Regions from separate parts of the Mus musculus genome. Here region 1 is linked to region 2. The links are chromatin contacts, called in public HiCAR-type maps. All regions are on one chromosome and are shown on one strand. The core of a region is the stretch at or near the end of the contact, and the rest is flanking DNA. Distances in the headings are between cores, read along the strand shown. Region 1 holds the start of Cdk13 (cyclin-dependent kinase 13). Region 2 holds the start of Gli3 (GLI-Kruppel family member GLI3).

Region 1 (3,013 bases), core at 395-2,894, 2.3 Mb after region 2:
TAGGGGCTGCGCGAGCGCCGCCAGCTGCTGCTGCTGTACGGGCTGGGGGATACGTCGCCGCCCCGCTCGTAGGAGCTGTGGCGGCTGTAGCTGGGCGAGCGGCGCCGGCTATAGGGGCTCGGGGAGCGCGGCAGCCGCCGGGAATAAGGACTGCTGCCACCTCCCGCCGGACTGGGGGACTTGCGGCTCCGAAGGCTCTGCGAGGCCCTGTGGGACACCGGGCTTTCGTCCCGGCCTCCCAGCGGGCTCAGGGACCGCTGCCGCCGCCTGTAGGCCTTCGGCTCGCTCTTGTCCTCCCGGTAGGCCTTGGGCGGCTCCTTGTAGGCCGAGGGCGGTTCCTTGGACGACTTAGTCCGGCTGCGGTGGGCCTTGAGGTCCCGGTCCTTGCGGCTGCTACTGCTGCTGGACGTAGCCGACGCGCTCTTGCGGCGGCCGCCGCTGCTGCTGCTGCTGCCGCTCTTGGCGGCCTCCGCCCGCTCCTCGCCGCTGTGTCCGTGGCGGCTGCGGGCCTTTGAGGCCTCGCTGCCGCTGCGCGTCCCGTCCCGCCGCCGGTGCTCGCGGTGGCGCTCCTTGCTGCGGCCGCTGCTGCTGCGGCGGTCCCGGCGCGGCCTGCGCTCCGACCCCTCCGCGCGCCTCTGCGTGCCGGAGGAGGAGGCCGGACTCCCGCCGTTGCCCCCCGTTCCCCCGGCAGCCGTCGCCGCCGTTGCCGCGCTGGCGCCCCCCAGCAGCAGCCCCTGCTCGGACTGGGAGCTCACATCCTCGTACTCCACCAGCGGGGTCACACCCCCGCCGCTACTGGCACCGCCACCGCCGTCCTGCTGCGGCTGGGGCAGCGAGAAGACCCGGCGCTTCTCCGCCTCCTGCCCGGCGCGGGGCCCGCGGCGCCGCTTCTGCCGCCCTCCGGGGCGCCTCTTGCCTCTCGCCAGCCGCTTGACCTCCAGAGGAGGGCCCGGGCTGAAGCAAGAGGAGGAGGCCGCGGCGGCGGCGGCTGCGGCGGCGGCCGCGCCGGGGGCAGCCAGGAAGAGCAGAGGCGGCGGGGGCGGCGGCGGTTGCAGGAGCTGCGGCTGCAGGAGCGGCAACAGCAGCGGCGGCTGCTGAGGGGACAGGAATCGCCTCCGCTTGCGGCGCTCCTCCAACTTCTTCTCGGCCCAGCTCAGGCCCCCGCCTCCCCCCAGCGCCGTGTCCGAGCTACTCGGCATCGCCTAGAGCCCGCCGCAGAGTGCGGCGCGGGTGCGGCCTCCTCCGGGGTCAGACCCTGGCCATGTCCCCCGCCGGGAAGGGGGACGGCAGCCGCGGCGGAGGGGTAGCGAGCAGCAGGGCCGGCCGGGAGTCGCGCCACGATAATCCGGGTCGGGACGCGCGTCCCCGGTTCCAGTCGCGGTGTGTGCGCAGCGGCGTCAGGGCCTGGCGCGGGAGGATCCTATCCTCGGCGGAAAGCCGGCCGTGCCGGGCGGCGGCGGTGGCGGCGGCGGCGGCGGCCTCGGGCTCCGGCGGCGCAACGCGGAAGTGCCACCGCGGGCCGCGCTTCACTCCATCGTCCTGACGTCGGGGGCGAGCTCGCGGGAGGGCAGTGGGCGCGACCACAGCACGCCTCCGTCGCCGGCCGGCCGCGGCGCGTCCACGTCGTCCTGTGGCGGCGGCGGCGACACCCCGCGGCGCTCGGACGGGCCTGGGCCTGGCGCCCCGAGGGCACTGCGCGCAGCTTCCGGAGCGGGGGCGCGGCTCGCTGTCCTCCGCCCCTCCACGCGGGCTCCGCGCGCGCCGCTCGCCCCTCCCTGCCCTCCGCGTTCTCCCTGCGGGACGGCGACGCGACTGGCTGGCCGAGCCCTCGCCGCGCACCACCCACTCGCCGCGTTCCTCAAGACTTTTGCCCCTAAACCCAACGCTAGGTCGGCGGCGCGCACGCTCGTCACGTTCGGGGACGCCGATGGAGAGAGCGAGCGCGGGCGAGGGGAGGTGCTGCGTGCTCGCGCCCGCCGGGACCCTGGCCGTCACCGGAAGTGACGCGAGGAGCCACTCCACTTCCGGCAGGGGTGGGACGGAGGAGCAGGGTTAAAGAAAGGAGAGGAGGCGTGGGCTGCGCTGTGCTGTCGCTGGAGGCCTTCCCTCCGGCGCCACTCATGGCGCTTGTTGCTCGCCTCCAGTGAAAAGGTCACGGCAGGACCCGGGAGAACCTTGACGACTACCTTTTCCCCAGCCACGGGATCGGAACATCTGTGAGAGCAGACTCCCCACAGAGGGCGAATGTGACGTTAGCTTGACTAGACTCACGTACGCCCAAGTTCAAGGACCCATCGTAACCTAAAAATATACTTGGTGTTCATAGCTTCGAGCTTCCGCGACACTGACGTTTCGGAACCTTTAAAAAGCCTTACACAGGGCTGGAGAGGTGGCTCAGAGGTTAAGAACACTCACTGCTCTTCCAGAGGTCCTGAGTTCAATTCCCAGCAACAGTATGGTGGCTCACAACCAGCTGTAATGGGGATCCCTCTTCTGATGTGTCACATACATGAAATAAGTAAATCTCTTTATAAAGCAAAAGCATTAAGTAAATCTGAAAGATGAGTCAAAATATCAAGGAGGACTACTAAAAATCCCAGGAACCTTAAAAACATTTTGTAGTAGTGGAAGCTGCCCTCTTTGTACTTTCACCTGTAATTATATCTAACTAAAGCTATGAGCTGTCAGCTACATAATGCCCTCATCTCTTGCCTTAAGATTGCCCTTCAGTTAGAGGCTAGGTATTCGGGGTAATTAGATTAAAATCTAAAAGGCTTATTGGTCATTAATACTGGAAAGAAGATAAACATTGCTCAGTGGGTACATGTAATTACCCCTTAACAAATTTATTCAGATCATCAGCTGGCTTTTAGTTCTTAAATACTTAGTAATCAAGTTGACCTCAGCATCATCTCACAAACTGATGGAAGCTCAGACTTTGAAGTTTACAAAAGATACTTGCTAGAAGATAGGTTTGAATAGCTACTTCTGACAAAGACAGGCCTGAGTGGAA
Region 2 (3,291 bases), core at 461-2,960:
AAAAGGAAAATAGTTCTCACACACGATGTCGTCTTTTATAACTTTGCAGGTATAATCTCACTGGAGATCCATAGCCGTCCCGGGACTTAGGAGGACTGCATTTTCTCGCTCATCTACTGTGGGCTCAGAGTCTACAGAGGCTGAGGGAATACTCTGGGGCCTGGGGCCAGTTACTGAGGGGAGGGTTGGGGCTACCTCTGTTGATATTCCTGCACTCCGAGATGAGTGAAGGATGTTTCACTCTTTGCCTTACAGAGTGTTGTAGCGGAGAGAAAGCTTAAAAATGGCTAAGAAGTGTCTGGAGCCCCACACTGAAAGCTTAAGTCACTCTCTGCTTTTGTCTTTGTCATAAGCAACAAGTCACCAGAAACAAATAACGAATACACTGTCAATTCCGTTAAAAATTTTCCCCAGTTTAGCACGTGAATTTCAAAATGTTCTTCAAATTATTATAGCTATTCATCCACCCACTCTGCCTTCAAGACGGCTGCCACAGAGCACCCTGAGCACCAAGGCACTCCTGGTGGGCCAACTGCTTACTCCGGTATTCTGGAATGTCTCTTGGGTTTTCTTCTTTCTTCCACCCCCTTGAAATCCTCCCTTTCAAGTAACAGGTTGGGGTGAGTACCTGGATGGGGAGAGAGAGATGAGTGCACTGGCCCGTTGAAGTAACATGGGTCTTTTAAAAGAAACCAAGGACAGGCACTCTGCATCTTAAGGAAAAGAACCCCGTGCAAGTCAGGGTTCTCAGCTCAAGTCCCGGTTCCCAGCTCGGGTCTTTGTGTTCTTTGCAAAGTGGCCCACGGGGACAGTAGGCTGTACGGCGAGACGTCCCAAACGGAGTTTAACGCAACGGGGAGGAAAGTCTTCAACTTTCAAAAGCATCATCCCGCGAGAGGAAGTTTCAGGCTTGGCCTAGGGAAAAGTACCAGGAGGTGTGCGGGGGTGGGGCAGTGGCGATCTGAGAGGTCTCTAGAGAAGGAAGGGGAGTCCAGCCCGAGAGCGGAGTTGGGGGGGGGGGGGGCGAAGAGAGGCGGCATGGGCGAAGCGCCCGGCAGCGCGCGAGCCCCGGCTGCTCGGCTGCGCGGGAGCGCAGGCCTGGAGGGCTCGGGTGACATCACCCGCGGGCCCCTTCCTCCTGCCGGGTGGGTGGGGCCTGGCGCGCCGCGCGGGCGCGGGGTCAAGGAGGGGGAAGAGGAGGAGCAGGCCTGGATGTGTCTGTGTGAGGACCCGGGAGGGGCGGAGGCGGTGGAGCGCGTGGCTCCCGGCTGCCCGCGCCAGCCCTGCCCGGCCCGACGCGCGGCCTCAGTGCCGCCCCTCAGCGCAGCGCCCTGGGATCCGCGCGCGCGGAGCGGGACCCCGCCGGGCGCGGCCTGGAAAGGAGCGGGAAAGCAAAGTAAGGCGAGCAGTCTTCCCAAGTTTTTAAACCAACTTCGCCCCCTGCGGCGGCGGCGGCGGCGGCGGCGGCGGCGTCGTCCCGCGGCTCGGCGCGTCCCCCCCAGCGCTCCTCCGAGTGGCGGAAATTAGAGGGACGGGGCGGGGGTGGGGGCGCGCGAGGGAAGAAGGAGCCGGGAAGGAGAGCAGAGTCTGACCACATCTGTGAAAACTTGGGGAAGGAGGGCGGGGAGGAGGAGGAGCGCAGGAGCGCGCGGAGGGGAGCGCGAAGGGCGCGCGCGGCGGAGCTCAACTTTTGCAACCGGGGCGCTCGGCCTGGACGGGCCCTTAGTCGTTGAAAAGTCGACTTGACGGTCGGGGGGCTCCTTTCTTTCTCTTTCTCCTCCCACCCGCGGTTGAACCAAATCAGAACTGTCACTCAGGGCCGGTGACTCAGAGGGATCAGATTACAGGATCCCTGAAACTGATGCGCGGGCTGCAGCGGCGGGAGGGAGCGGACCGGGCCGCACCGCCGGCGCCCGCACACTCGTCCGCCCGCCCGCCGCTCCCCTCCTCGCCCGCTCGCCCCGTCGCCGGCCCACGCCACACCATGCCCGCCGGGGCCGCACGCTGGGATCAGTCAGGCCATCCACGGTAGCCCGAGTCCGCCTGCCGCTCCGCCGGCGCAGGTCTGTGGATTTGGGACCTGACAGCCAAAGCCGCAGGTACGTCCCGCCTGAAGTTCTTTGTTTTGCGGGCCCCGCAGCCCTCCCTGTCGAGCTTCCCGGCGGCGTCGGAGCGGCTTGTGTGCGCTCGCGCCTTCCCGCGCTCTCGGGGATCGGGTCTCGGCTCTCCGGACTGCAGAGCTCCTGCCCCAGGGCGCGCGGACCAAGTTTGCAGCGGCGGCGTCCGTGCCTACTTCTCGCCAAGTGCTGCGCAGAGCTCCGGGAGTCCGGAGCTGCGGCTGGTCCTCGCGCCCCCGCAAGCCGCAGCTTGGCTTGCGCGCAGCGCCTGGGGATGCGCCGAGCCGCCGCTGCCCCGCTCTCCAGGGTCCCGCCTTCACTTCTGAGGGTGGGGGTGCGGGGTGAGCGGATGGAGGGCGCGCCTCCGCGGTGGGAGAGGAAAAGTGAAAGTTGTGCCATCTGTGCGTGATTTGGAACTCTGTCTCTTCCTTTCCAGAGGTAGAGCAGAAAGAAAGAAAAGAGAAAGAAAGAAAAGTAGCCGTGGCCCTTGCGGTAACCAAGAGGCCGAATTTGCACAGAGCAGAGTTGGGTACGGATCACTCTACTCTGCTGGGGACACTTAACTTTCTGGAGTTGCAGTGGGACCCCGAGGATGTGGCAGAGTTAATATTGATCATACATTTGAATAGTTGGTGAAGCGACTTTTCAGCAGATGGCCACATGCCCTCACACTCGGCCCGGCCTTTGCTTATTATCCTTTGATGAACTTAGTATCCTTCTGTGAACTTTGTGCCTGTGTCCCGGAGTGCACCTTTTTGAGTACCAAGCCATACCCCCCCTCCCCCCAGGCTTTCTTGGCTGTGTGTGTGTAAAGACCACTTAGGGAAGTTTCCTGCACCGCGTTTACCCTTTCTCCTCCCCCAACTTGGTTGTAGATTCTGGCCTTGGGTACAGTGCTCATGGCCCTCTGCCAGTTTATATGTACATATATTTATGTAAAACATTTTCTCCCAGCTCTGTGCCAGCTGTTCCACATTTTCCAGCTGCCACTTCAGTTTGAAATGATGGACTGTCGTCCTCAAGTAAAAGAACTCTTTAGTCCGAGGTATGGAGGGCCGGCCGCTGTGCAAATACAGGGGCAGTGCCATTAGCCCCGCTGGTATTATTAGTTCCAAAAACACCTCGTGCCCTTCTTTTCCTCTCCTTCTCCTCCTCAATTACAGCTTTTCACAGC

The links. HiCAR-type assays count read pairs that join an accessible place to other places.
Region 1: a contact with region 2 is called in a HiCAR-type map of astrocytes, with 5 times the contacts expected there. The contact joins the promoter of Cdk13 here to the promoter of Gli3 in region 2. A contact is called at or near these places in 2 of 39 promoter capture datasets (the 3T3-L1 cell line and frontonasal cranial neural crest) and 1 of 115 datasets of contacts at active chromatin or transcription factors (astrocytes).

The regions. Positions count from the first base shown.
Region 1 is chr13:17,803,453-17,806,465 of GRCm38.p6, forward strand. It overlaps Cdk13 (cyclin-dependent kinase 13), which reads right to left and starts at 1,645. Exons shown (of 14, transcript NM_027118.1): 1 at 1-1,645. The coding sequence starts at 1,199.
Region 2 is chr13:15,462,013-15,465,303 of GRCm38.p6, forward strand. It overlaps Gli3 (GLI-Kruppel family member GLI3), which reads left to right and starts at 1,711. Exons shown (of 15, transcript NM_008130.3): 1 at 1,711-2,099. Gm6556 (a long non-coding RNA gene) reads right to left here and starts at 2,606. Exons shown (of 1, transcript XR_001780862.2): 1 at 1-2,606.